Regions from separate parts of the Mus musculus genome. Here region 1 is linked to region 2. The links are chromatin contacts, called in public Hi-C maps. All regions are on one chromosome and are shown on one strand. The core of a region is the stretch at or near the end of the contact, and the rest is flanking DNA. Distances in the headings are between cores, read along the strand shown. Region 1 has its middle 79 kb from the start of Mir7232. Region 2 has its middle 32 kb from the start of Gm38838.

Evidence for each region. Hi-C and Micro-C count contacts between places; a contact is called where the count stands out from the background.
Region 1: a contact with region 2 is called in a Hi-C map of cortical neurons, with 4 times the contacts expected there. The contact joins two enhancer-like sites. A contact is called at or near these places in 1 of 39 promoter capture datasets (hippocampal neurons), 1 of 484 Hi-C or Micro-C datasets (cortical neurons) and 1 of 115 datasets of contacts at active chromatin or transcription factors (neural progenitor cells).

Annotation. Positions count from the first base shown.
Region 1 is chr6:81,813,161-81,820,052 of GRCm38.p6, forward strand. No RefSeq gene overlaps it. Among named protein-coding and RNA genes, the nearest start is that of Mir7232, 79 kb to the right of the region's middle. Within about 2 kb of position 3,876, at least 7 of the 459 cell types and tissues checked have an H3K27ac peak or open chromatin away from gene starts, as enhancers often do. A contact at or near this core is called in cortical neurons, where this site is marked.
Region 2 is chr6:81,410,671-81,417,451 of GRCm38.p6, forward strand. No RefSeq gene overlaps it. Among named protein-coding and RNA genes, the nearest start is that of Gm38838, 32 kb to the right of the region's middle. Within about 2 kb of position 3,086, at least 13 of the 459 cell types and tissues checked have an H3K27ac peak or open chromatin away from gene starts, as enhancers often do. A contact at or near this core is called in cortical neurons, where this site is marked.

The sequences.
Region 1 (6,892 bases), core at 2,626-5,125, 400 kb after region 2:
CATCTTTTTAACTAGATCACATTCCTGATTGATTCCTACCCAAAAATAGACACTAAATTGTCTAAGAGGGGGTAAATATGGAAAACAGAGCTTTAAAATCACGTGAGAAAATATTACTTTGTCGAAGGCTCTCTTAAGTGGTATATTAAAAAAAAAATTGAGACAAGTTTTGATAATTTGCCCAGGCTGTTTTGGACCTGTAGTCCTGGAAGACCCTAGACTTTGGAATTACAAGTATGACTACCATCACTTGTCCAGCTTAGACAAGTGTGGTGTGCTTGGCTTGCAGGAACTGGTGTATGGTATACATATATGGATTCATGTCCGCATGGCAGCTGGCAGTCTGCCTCTATTGATCTCTGCCTCATTTTTTTGAAACAGAGTTGCGCATTGAACCTGGAGTTACCTCCTTGTATCACTGGCTAGCCAGTGAGCTTCAAGGCTCTATCCTGTGAGCAGGGTGGATGCAGACACATGCCATCCTGTTCAGCTTTAGATGTGAGTGCTGGAAATGCAAACCTCTGTCCTCCTGTTTGCTCAGCATTTTACCAGCTGCCCCATCTCCCCAGCTCTGTTAAAAAATATATCCTTAAACAAAAGGCTAAAAGCCACAAGCAAACCAGTTCAAGTAAATATTGATAAACGTTACTACCCTGAAATGCAAAGCATAAGCCATCACATAAAATTTAAAAATACCTCCAGCCTGCAAGAAGATATCTGTGGTGATAAAGATAACAAAAACATAGATGTGGGAAATATAAAATACCAAAAACTTGGCTTTGAAAAAAAATCTAGCAGAAAAATAATATATATATATATATATATATATATATATATATATATATATATATATATATAAAGAGGGGGGGGGGAATCACATTCCAGGACCAGAAAGATGGATTATCAGGTTTCAATTTCTTGTTGCACACTTTTGATGAGCAGAAATCAGAGCTCAGCACCTGACCTAACCAGCTGGGTATTCCAGGCATGCCTGTAATTGCATGTGGGCAGAGACTGGAGGATCACTCTGGATGGTTGGTTTCCAACCTGGCTGGGAAAGCAAGAGCCCCAGTCCGAAAGAGAGACCCTGCCCCAGAGGCAGAGGGTGCTAGAGAAGGACCAGCCTCTAGACTCCACAATCACACAGAACCACGTACTGGCACATACATGTGAGATTAGACTCACACAGACACAGAAACAGACAGATGATAACTAACTAATTTTTAAATTATACATGAGGAAATAAGAATGGCTGTTAAACCTATGAATCAGCTTTTGCTCTTCTCAGTCACGGGACAAGTACAAATGACAATAGTACATCCACATGTCAGACTGATGGGAGTTTCTGTTGGTGACTCCAGGCATCAGTGAGAATATGGACCAACAGCTTAAACACTGCAGGCGGGACAGCGGGTTTGAACAAGCACTTTGGAAGGTGATTTATTGGCATCCGTGAAGCCGAGTGTGAGTACAGCCACCACCCAGCAGAGGCACTTCTAGATAAACACCCTCATTTGTTAAGCAGGCCAGTTTAGCTCTCTTCTGCTATCCTCTCTGGGCCCTTCTAGAAAAGGCAAAGGGAACGTCAGCTTCTTAAATCAAAACTACACCCTGTTGGCCCTTCTAGGAAAGGCAAAGAAAACCCCAGGTTGTTAAATCCAAAGTACATTGAGGTAGGTCACAGTATTTCTTATATAAATGGAAAAACAACTTCCCCAGAATTGTGTCATTGACTTACAGGAGAAGTAATTGTGTCTTAAAATAGCATTGCAACAGTCATTTACTAACATTGTAACAACCATTTTCTAAGCAAACACAAATTTCATTGTAGTAGGAACATACTGTTAGGGCCAGCAAGGTGGCTCAGTGGGTAAAGGCACTAGCAACCAAATCTGATGACTTAAATTCAATTCCCGGGACCTCCTGCAAGGTATGCTGCTGTGCATGTGCACACACACACACACACACACACACACACACACACACACACACAATGTGAAAATAAAAGAAAAGCCATATTGTCAATAATATATATATATATATATATATATATATATATATATATATATATATATATATATGTCATCTTTGAATTCTACTATATTTACAAAAGTGTTCCAAATCCTTAATAGGGTCTGCAAGATCATATCTCTCCAGCCTCATGTTGGCCCACTGTCCTGCAGCTCTCTCCGTTCTGGCCTTAAGGAGCATCACCAAACTCCCTGTCCTGCAAACTCTCCTGGGCAGCTTTCTTCTGCTGGACAGCTCTCTCTCAGCCTCTGTCCTGCTAATTCTCCCTCTGCTGGACAGCTCTCCCTCAGCCTCTGTCTTGGCCAACTCATCACCCACTTGCAAGTAGCATTTCCTGGCAAACCGTAAGTACTTGATAAATATGTTTTGTCCCATACAGACTGCTGAAATCCTCGGACGAGCTGTCCTTTTGGCCTCCTTGACTTCGGGAGGTGAATGTACTAGGATAATGTGCAGAAGCTGACTACAAACAAGTCACTGCACACTTTCCCAAGGGGACTGGCAATGGGAAGGCAGAGCTCCGGCTGCTATCAAGATGCCAGTAGGAACAGGCGTGGGATCAATATTGTGTGCCACCTCTGAACAAATGTTCATCACCCAAAAGCATGAGATGAATGGGAACATGTGTGCTGCCAAGGCGAGAGAGGCACAGGGTGCTCCTCTTACAACAGGAGTCCTTGGCTTAGCTCTGCAGCCAATAGCAAATGTGATATATATATATATATATATATATATATATATATGTATTTAAAAAAAAAGATCCACAAGCAAAAAACAAAGCAGACATCATTTGAATCATCTTTAGGGACTTGGTTGCCAGGTGCTAACATGGCACAGTCGGAATGTCTGGGCAAAGTGCCTAAGAGGCTGAGACAGTCTCACGCCTCTGAGACCAGCTCACCTTTGCGTTCCTCACTGACTGCTTTGCCAAGACCAGAGTCCTGATGCTCAGGACAATGTCACTGTGTGTGCTTGTCAGCCTGCTGCTCCTGGCAAACTGCAAAGGGCTTGCGCCAGAGAGCATTTTGGGCTGCTTCTCTGTCCTTTGCTCCACGGCTCTTTAGAAGCCAGGATCTAAGGACCCAGCTGGGTTTACGGTGACAGGTAAAAGATAAGCCGTTCCAGTGAACCAGACCCATGTCCCCTGGGTGGCTGGGACAAGCTTCAGTGATCTGCATGTTTCACTGTGGCATGTCAGGCCTCCTCAAAGAAGGCTTCATGCAGCCTGGGCATCAAGAACTGACACCTCCAGAGATAACTGATTTTGGATGAGGCTGGCTACATGGAAATTTGGTACATGTGCCTGCAGACAAAATATATGGTGCCTAAATTGGCCATTGTTCCATTCTGAAAGCAGAAGCTTGCTTGAGCTACTTAATACTGATTGCCAACTACACAGGATCTAGAATCACCTAGAAGAAAACACTGGACAGGTCCGTGGCGGGAATTTTCTAGATTATGTTAACTGAGGTAGGAAGACCCGCACTACATTCAGACAACACCATCGCATGAGCTCAGATCCCTGACTGCATAAAAAGACACCAGCATTCACCACCTGCTTGCTGACGGCAAATGTAGTGTGGTCTTGTACCTTGGCATTCTCACCCACCGTGATGCTTCCCCACATGATAGACTGTACCCTGAACCAGGAACCAAAACAAATCCTTCCTGGCTGAGGTCACTTCTGTAGGTATTTTGTCACAGCGATGAGAAGAGTAACTAACATACATCTCAGCCTGTGACCAGAGCCTTAGGACATGGTAGAGTGTTTGGAAGACTCCAGTCCTGCAGCAGGATTAGCATCCACCCATAGGTCCAGCACATTAGAAGCAATGGCATACCCATTACTGTGTGCCCCAGCTCGGAATTGCAGCACATATTAGAAAGGGTAGGGCTGAACGACAGGTACCAGGGGTATCTCGTTATTTGAATTTATCTATTTCAAAAATCTTCCAGGTTCTAACCCTGGATGGGACTTCATCCAGTGCTTCTTGATGCTGCTCACAAAGAAGTCTTGTTAGAGTCTGTGGCCGGCTCTGCCACTGAGCATCTGGGACAGACCGCTATATTGTCGGAACCAGGCTGGAGGTCTGAGTTGTTTTAAAGAAGCAGGCAAGAACTGAAGCGCGATGCTACTGATTTCTTTATTACCAGGCTTCAGCTCCCATGGAAAAAGAAAAAAAAAGAAAAAAAAACTGCTGCCTGCCATTTCCAAGTGCAGTGGAGTTAAACAGGTCTAGAAATGGATTCAGCAAAATGAGAAAGTTCTTACAGAGCAGAGAAGTCCAAAGGCAGGGTCAATGGTGCCCCCATGTGGGCAAATGATGTAAAGACAACAAACTGCCTTGAATGACCCAGCTGAGAATACATTCTTTAGTAGAGAAGAGGTGAGATTCACTCCTACCCCTCCACAGACCAAGACACCTAGGAAGCCAAATGCTACAAGAAGCGCTGTGTACAAAGGACAATGATTCATTTTATCATATGCAAATCCACATTTACTTCAATTTTGTGACCATTGTAATATATATACTGCACTAATAACACACACACATACTGCTCATGCAAGTAATTATACTAATTATACTATTATAATTATACTCTGTTGGTCACAAAAAAAGCAAAAGAAACAAAAGGCCATGAAAATAGGAGGGGGTTCGGGAAGAAGAGTTTCAGCAGATGTGGAAAGGGAGTAAAGAGAGTGAGAGAGGATTTAAAATCTCTCGCGCATACACTCACACACACACACACACATTTGTGTGTGTGTGTGTGTGAGTGTATGTGTATGAAATGATCAAAGAATAAGACTTTTTAATCAAATGAACATGCTGGTCACTCACAGATGCGCATTCACACCCATCAGCAAGTTCTCCCTCCACCTGGCCCATCTTGTCACGATCCAGGAATCAGGGAAATGCTCATCTTCCTTGCCGCTGAAGGTGCCTGTCGCCATTTCTAGAAAGCAAATAGATTTACACAATGTTGCCTTCATGTAGCCTTTCCACCAATCAGAACTATAGCGACCAAGGTCTGCATTGTTGTGCATTAGCTGTTTTGCCTACTACAATGTTCACTCCTTCATACACCAATGATGTTTCTATTGTTTTCCATTGTCTAAAGTGAAGCTGCCATTAATGGTCTTGTAAAATGCTTGGGTAAATGCAGCCATATTGTATGCTTAATTTTTAAGTAAAGCATATGTTTACCTTTTTTTTTTTCGAAGTATCTAGGCTGATAAGACTAAGCAGGTGAACCCCTGCTATGGAAGGCTGAGCACCTGTGTTCTACTCCCTAGGGCCCACATAGAGGGAGAGGGAGAGAACTGACTCCATGAGATTGTTCTCTGACCTCCACATGCACACATATCCACATCATGCACACACATGCACATCATGCACACACATACACATCATGCACACACATGCACATCATGCACACACACATGCACATCATGCACACATGTACACATCATGGACACATGCACATCATGCACACACATGCACATCATGCACACACATGCATATCATGCACACGCATGAACATCGTGCACACACATGCACATCGTGCACACACATGCACATGATGCACACACACACACATCATGGACACACACACATCATGCACACACATGCACATCATGCACACACACACACGCACATCGTGCACACACACACATCGTGCACACACATACACATCGTGCACATTCACATCATGCACACACACACATCATGCACACACATGCACATCATACACACACACACACACGCACATCGCGCACACACACACACATCGTGCACACACATACACATCGTGCACATTCACATCATGCACACACACACACACACACATTATGCACACACAATGGTAGTAATTTTTAATCATATTATATTTTATTGCTTGCTTTAAGTGTCTGGGTGTGAGTGTGTGAGGCATGCACACCATGGTACGTACGGAGGTCAGAGGACAGGTTTCAGTCATTGGCTCTCTCCTTCTACCATGTACCAAACTCTGCCCCTCAGACTCGGAGGTGGTACTCACTGAGCCACCTCAGCACCATTTTCCCTTTGAGACAGGGTTTCATTGTATAGCCCAGGCTGGCCTGGAGCTCACCTTGTAGACCAGGCTGGCCTTGAATTCACAGAGATCCACCTACCTCTGCCTCCCAAGCACTTAGATGAAAGACATGTGCCGCCATCTTGGTTTTATCATTATTGTTATTGTCATTAAGATATCTAAACTTGAAGACTTTTCTACAAAACCAAACAACTTATTTTTTTAAAACACAAACAGAAGAAAATATAACATCTAATTATTGAAAATCCTACATTTTCTGTCACTTCGCAAGACAAAGGTAAACTTTAAAAAGCAAAGGTCGTTGGACTCCATGCCTCTCTATATCTCTCCTGGGTACCCCTTAATTTCACTGAGCCCAAAGGCAAAACCATCCCCAGGAAAGGCTGACAGTTCCTCAAACCCACCGATTTGGCTTTGCTCTGTCTGGGCAGCGGCAGTGCCTGAGCCTTCAGGACACCCCACCAGACCTTTCCTCTATGCCCTGAAAATGGAATACTTTACTTGCAGCCCAAGTGAGGGGGCTCTCTGGGAAGAAGCAAGATTGGGAAGGAAGAGAGAGAAGCCAGACCTCCCACAGATCTAGAGTCTCAGTCTGTTCTCAGGCACTCATTAGCCCATGGCATACAGTGGGGCATGGATCTGAGTATGCACAGGACAGAGGTCAACTCCAGGTGGTCTCCACCTTGTTTTTTAATTTAAGGTCTCTCTCTGGCCGGGGACTTGCCAAGTAGTCTACACTAGCTGGCCAGTGGCCTTTTAGGGATCCATTTGCCTCTGCACCCCCAGT
Region 2 (6,781 bases), core at 1,836-4,335:
TGAAACTGGCCAGCACAGCTTAAGAGAAGATCTAAACGTAATGACTCTAGAAGGATGAATGGGTGAGGGTCCCCAAGCTTTCCTTCTCTGCCTCCTACGTGTGGTTTAACTTTCATTTACTCATTAGAGACACAGCTTTTTTTTTTTAATCTCGTGACTATCTCAGAGTGATTTAAAAAAATCTCTGTATTGGCCAGGCTCTAGTGTGCTTGATGCATAAACATGAGGACTAGAGTTCAGACCATAGACATTTAAAAAGAGAGAAAGAATAAAAGAAAGAAAAGGCATGGTGGGCACACTTCTGGGAAGGCAGACGCAGGCAGAGAGCTGATCCCTTGAGCTCAGAGCCAGCAAGCTTAAATGAATCTCTGAGCTCTAGACCACTGAGAGAGTGTGTCTCAAAATGATAGTGTATGTGTAAGAATACCTAAGGTGTACCTTACCAGCACATATATTCAGTCACAAATACACACACACACACACACACACAGGTGGTGGTGGCATGTTATTGGAATCTTCAAGTGAAGTGAACATACATTAAAATATGAGAACATGCAGACCTTATTCATAGCCTGGGCTCATATCACATGTTGCTGAGCCATGTTGCGATTATAAAGCTATGAACAATTGCCAAGCTATCCATTGTCTACTTCCTTCATCTGTGACATAGCTAGGACACCTGAACTTTGTGCCAGGGGCTTATAAGAAAAGTGCCCTGCCAATGGAAAGCATACGGAGAGAAATCTGTCTAGTGTGGGTGTGTGTGTATGTGTGTGTGTGCGCGCGCACGTTTGCACAGATATTGCAAGCATATATTTGGTAACACATGCACATGCATTGGGAGGCCATTGTGTTTCATCCCCAGGATCTGCCCACTTTGTTTGAGAGTCAGGGTCTCTCATTTTGACCTGAAACTCCTGAAACTCTCAAGCCTGGCTAGGCTGACTGGTCAGTGAACCCCAGGGATCTCCCTGTCTGTTACTCCCCTGTGCAGAGATGATGATGTTTGCTTCCATGGCTAGGCTTCTTGGTTTTAAACCAGGTTGCTGGGGATAGAGCTCGGGTGCTCACATGTGGGCTACAAACACTTTACCAACTGAGCCAGCCCCAGTCCAAGAAGTCTTTCTGTCATTGCTAAGCCACCAAGAGCATAGCTGGAGAGAGACAGCTGCTCGAGACTTCCTTCTAGGTCAGAAGTTTTCAGGCCATCCTTCTAGCGTCAGTAGGATGAGAGGGCGGGGTGAAGCCTCTGGTCACAAGTGTATCAATTTGACAGAGCTTTTCTCACTTCTATTTTGGAGCTACGTTTGAGGAAAAGTCCCTGGTAAATACATTAATCTTTTTATTGATTAAATTTTATTCTTTGAGAATTTCATACATTTATACAATAAAATATGGTTGCATCCACTCTATTCTTCTCCTTTAACTTCCCCTGGATCTCCCTACACATGTCCACCTCTGCACTTCATGCCTTTTCCTTTGCTTTTGAAAAGCCCACTAAGACCATGTGGTGTTGTCATTTATGTGCATGGGTCTGAGGCCATTCACTGGAGCACAGGAAACCTACAAGTTTCCACAAACCCAAAGTCTCTCTCTCTCTCTCTCTCTCTCTCTCTCTCTCTCTCTCTCTCTCTCTCTCTCTTTCTCTCTCTCTCTCTCTCTCTCTCTCATCCCCCCCCAGGGGGCTGTCAACAATCAATCATTCCTCATTAAGAGATGAAGTCTGGAGAGCACATACCCTATGGGTGAAGTATAGCTGCCTTCATCTTGTGCAGCAATCACAGTAGAGCTGAGTTCATGGAAGCAACAACCATGCCATATCTGCTGGACAGCATTTCCTAACATTCCTCCCCACCACAGGCTCTTGGGTTTTTCTGCTTCCTCTTCAGCATTATTCTTTGAGCCTTGGTGGAAGTTGGAGAAACAGGAGGGAAGTGGTCAGATTTGGGCTGAATACTCATGGCCACTCATTCTTGGCATATGAATCAGTTACAAATCTCTGCATAGACTACTGTCCACTGTAGAAATAATCTTCTCTGATCAAGGCTGAGAGCATCTAAGTTCAATGGGTATAAATATACAATCATCTCAAAAGAAAAGAGAACCCCCAGCTCTTCAACACACCAACAGCTCCACCATCCTGTTGTCATTACACAATCAACCTGAGAGGTTTATTGCCCACCCACTTGCAAGCTGACTGTTATTAGCCAATTAAAGAGGAGACTTGCCATCTTTTATATATCATACTTAATGAATTAGATAATCTCAGCATAGTTACCATGGTACACTATTTATAAAGACCTGAAATTTGCTTCTAATTTTTCAACTGATTAGAGTTTAATTTCTCTTGTAAATTGCCCATAAGTAACAAGTACACCATAGCAGGGCATCCAGGTTTACAGCAAAATAAAATTTATAGGATTGAGCTTCTTCAGTTCTGAAGCTAAACACAGTACACAGGTTTTCCTTGTCAGTAAATCTCTCTCTCTCTCTCTCTCTCTCTCTCTCTCTCTCTGTGTGTGTGTGTGTGTGTGTGTGTGTGTGTGTGTGTGTGTGTGTGTGTTTAAAGCAGAGTCTCACAGAGTCAAGGCTGGTCTCAAATTTATTATATAGCAAATGATGGCTTTGAACTTCATATGCTACTGCCTATCCCCTCCAAGTCCTGAGATTACAAGCTTGCACCACCAACCCTGGCTTTATGCTGTGATGAGGATCAAAACCAGGACCTCAAGGGTGATGGGTAAACGCTCATCTCACTGTGAAACTCCCCTGGCTGTGCACCACTGTGTTCTCCAGACTCATTTGAACAAGAAAGGCACAGATGACTTGACATATAGAAATAGAAAAACACAGCCACAGTGACAGAGAAATAGTGGTTCTTCCTTTAAATACAGTATGTTCCCTCTCTGCCTTCATTGTGTCTCTTTTGACTATAAAGGCACTCCGATAAAAATAAAGAGGAGACCTTCTACCTGAGTACATTTGAGTGATGTATTTTTCTCTCAATACCTTTAAATAAACCAGATCATATTATGTTTTTCTCATCTACCCCTCTGCCTCTACCACCCTCTGTCTCAGATGTACGTACCTCATTACAACACACGTCACTCATTTTTAGTCTCTGACTTGCCAGCATCCCACACAGACCTGCTGTTCCATCTCTACATGTTAATTCCCATAAATAACTGATATCCAAATTAGAGTCTTGGCGATACACTAGGAAAACTTCTGTTGAGAATCCTGAAACTCAACGGTTATTTAAGGCACTGGAGGTTGTTAGAGATTTGTTGAATTCTTTCTTGAGATTTCAACAAGACACACATTACAGAAGGTTCATACTGTCCATTGTGAAAATGTCGTCACATATAAAGTACCACAAAAGTAGCTAGAGAAGATTCCACAGCAACTCCTAAGTAATGCATATGTCCATAAGCTGCTTACACAGATACAGGATAAATTATATACCAAACACATATGTGGCTCACTGGATATTGAGAGATATAGAGCACTTTAAGGGTTTTAGATTAAGATAGATTAAGATGTTCATTCACTACACACAGAGAGAGAGAGAGAGAGAGAGAGAGAGAGAGACAGACAGACAGACAGACAGACACACACACACACACACACACACACACACACACACACACACACCTTGACAATAAGTACCCACACTATGCTCTCAAGTTACTCCAAGGTCCAAAACAAATACACTGCTGCTTCAATTTGCTGAAATAACCTGGGAAGTATATGTCTAAATTTTCTAGTTCATGAAATGTGAATTGAGGATGAATTGATTTGTCTTCTTTATTCTTTAGAAGGGATCTAGCCAGAGGAAGTTTCAGCCTAGCACACAAGGGAAACACTATTGAGAGAATGAATGACCTGTCCATGCTGGAGGCACAGGTTAAACTAGTCAAGATCAATAGTTAGCTACCGCTACCTGCACCCTTTTTGTCAGCTCTATCTTCCACAAAAATTCTGGCTTTTCAGAACTATTTTCAGGGCACCAGAGAAGGCCAAAAATATTCTTATTGGAGAATGTTAACTTGTTTCTGTAGAAATTTTGCCAGACAGTGATGGTACACACCTTTAATCCGAGCACTTGAGAGGCAGAAGCAGGCAGATTTCTGAGGTTGAGGCCAGCCTGGGCTGCAGAATGAGTTCCAGGACAGCCAGGGCTATACAGAGAAGCCCTGTCTCAAAATATATATATATATATATATATATAGATAGATAGATAGATAGATAGATATAGATATAGATATAGATATAGATATATAGATATAGATATATAGATAGATAGAAAGATAGAGAGAGAGAGAGAGAGAGAGAGAGAGAGAGAGAGAGAGAAAACCTTCTATTCTTAGTCAAGATTTCTCATCTTTGTCATTCTAGGAGAAAAAGAGCCACAGATGATACACAAATAGGTTTTACAAAAGTTAGTAAGTCGTGGGTCTTATTTGTTCTGTGATGCGTAGTGTGCAAGCCCCTAGAACTAATAGAAGGCAGGAATCCAGTTAAGTATTTCCCATGCCCCAGTGGATGACCCCAGGGCCCAGTGAATGCTACCATGCTCTCATGGATAACTCCATGCCCCAGTGAGATAACCCCATATCCGTGCATTTAAATGAAGCACTGGCTAACTGATTGGACTCAGTGAGTTTAAAAATGTGTTCATCAATTAGAATTTATAAAATGAAAACATGAAGTTGGTTCCAGGGTAAATGGAATGGAGCAAGTGAGGGATGGATATTTATACAAGTATGAACTTGAAAGAAATAAAAAAAAAAAATAAAAATGAGGGCTAACACCTGAATTGTCACTTATACCTGCTAGGAGAGGGAAAGAGGGGGAAAGTCAGTTTTTTTGTTTTTTGTTTTCCTAATGGAGTGCCACTAGGTATATCAACCATTTGAGGGCAGGTCTTGTGTTCAGGAGAGGTTAACAGATATATGGTGGATTCCACAGCTTTTATGTGCTTCTGTTTGTATGTGGTTTAGTTGGGCTTTGAGGAGGTTGTTTTCTTGGTTGGGGGCAAGTTGTTATGTTGGGGTTTTGTTCTTTCAGATCTTGAAGTCTAGTAGGTGGGCAAAGGGAGATCTGGGGAGACTTGGGGAGGAGAAGAATGTGATCAAGATATATTTAGATGTAGAAGGTATTTTGAAGAGTGAAAAATAAAATAAAATGCTATAGAATAAAAAAAGAAATCAGGACAATTCAAAAATGATGAGAAATAGGAAGTATTGAATAGAGTCTTCTTGATTTAAATTACTAATAGTAGTTTAAATGTATATTCATGCTTACTAAAATTTATAATCACCTACTTACATCTATTCCTGTAGCTGTACTTCACATTAACAAAAAGTCACATAAAAAGAATTTAATAAAAATTAAAAATGAGAAAGAATACATAAATAAAAATTTAATATTGGAAAACAAATCTTCCCCATAACAACTGACACTTCTAAAATTTGTCAAGGGAGGCTATGAAAAATAATGGTTCTCTCGGTGTAAAGTGTGAAATGTTGTCAAGGTCTTTGCCTGAGTTGTAATTAAGATGACTTATTAACCGAAGATTAAAAGGGACCTATTGTCCTAGGTATTCTAAACTCATATTACAGTCATTCAAATGAATTGCCTGCCTGTTCACATTTTGTCTTAAGCATGGCAAACCTTGACATAATGGTCCAACTAGGACTCGAATCAACTTAATTAAGCAAGAGCAGCATGGAAACATGTACACTCTTAGTTAAATTAATTTCTCTTTTGTAAGGAGTCATGAGAAGAATATGCATTAGCATATGAACCATGAAAATATATCCATTCACTCCCCAAATGGGATATAGTCACCAATATCCTTCTACAAAATGAAGTGCTTACTTAATAACTAGAAACAACACACATCCACTCTCAAGGAAACTTCACAAATGCTTCCCAGGGGCACATCTCAATGGAGTCATACAGAGATGTGGAAACCATAGCTGTAAATCAGATGATTCTGCTAAATAAAAAAAAAAATGTGCACGAATCCTCCTAATGCCTGATAGACAGTTATAGAATTCTTCATGATGAAATATAGACCTCAGGCCTGATTACCCCTATTCAGGACTTCACTTGGAAAAGTCACTTTAAGCTCTGAGTTTTATTTGTAATGTGTATAGTGTTTTATAATCGGATAACATGCCAGATTTCACACTACATGGGAGGCAATAGCAAGCAGTAAGCTGAGGTTCAATCCTTGGTTTGCTAATTTGGTGACCATCAGTAAGTCATTTAACTTACATAATCTACAAACTGAAGAACATTGTGTGTGTGTGTGTGTGTGTGTGTGTGTGTGTGTGTGTGTTTAAGAATAATGAAGATTTCAATCCCCTAATTGGAAAAAAAGCAAAAAGAAAAAATCAACTTCTTAGCTGTATATGCCCATTGTATAAGTAAAGAATTAATTTTAATATTTAGTAGACATTCCAAATGAAAGTGTCCATATGTTAAATCTTACAAAATTGGCTAGGGAGATGGCTCATTCAGCAGTGTGTCTGCCAATCAAACATGAAGCTCTGAATTGGGATCCTTATTTTTCATATTAAAAAGCTGAGTATAACATCATGTACCCGTAAATCCAGGAATGGGGGCAAAAGTCACAGAGACAAGCAAGTCACTAAAGCTCAACCTCAAATTGATGAGATTCAGGTTTAGTGAGAGACCCTATTTCAGAAAGCAAAGGTGCATGGAGTCCAAGAAAGAGCTAATGTCAGCCTCTGGCCTCCCATGCATATCC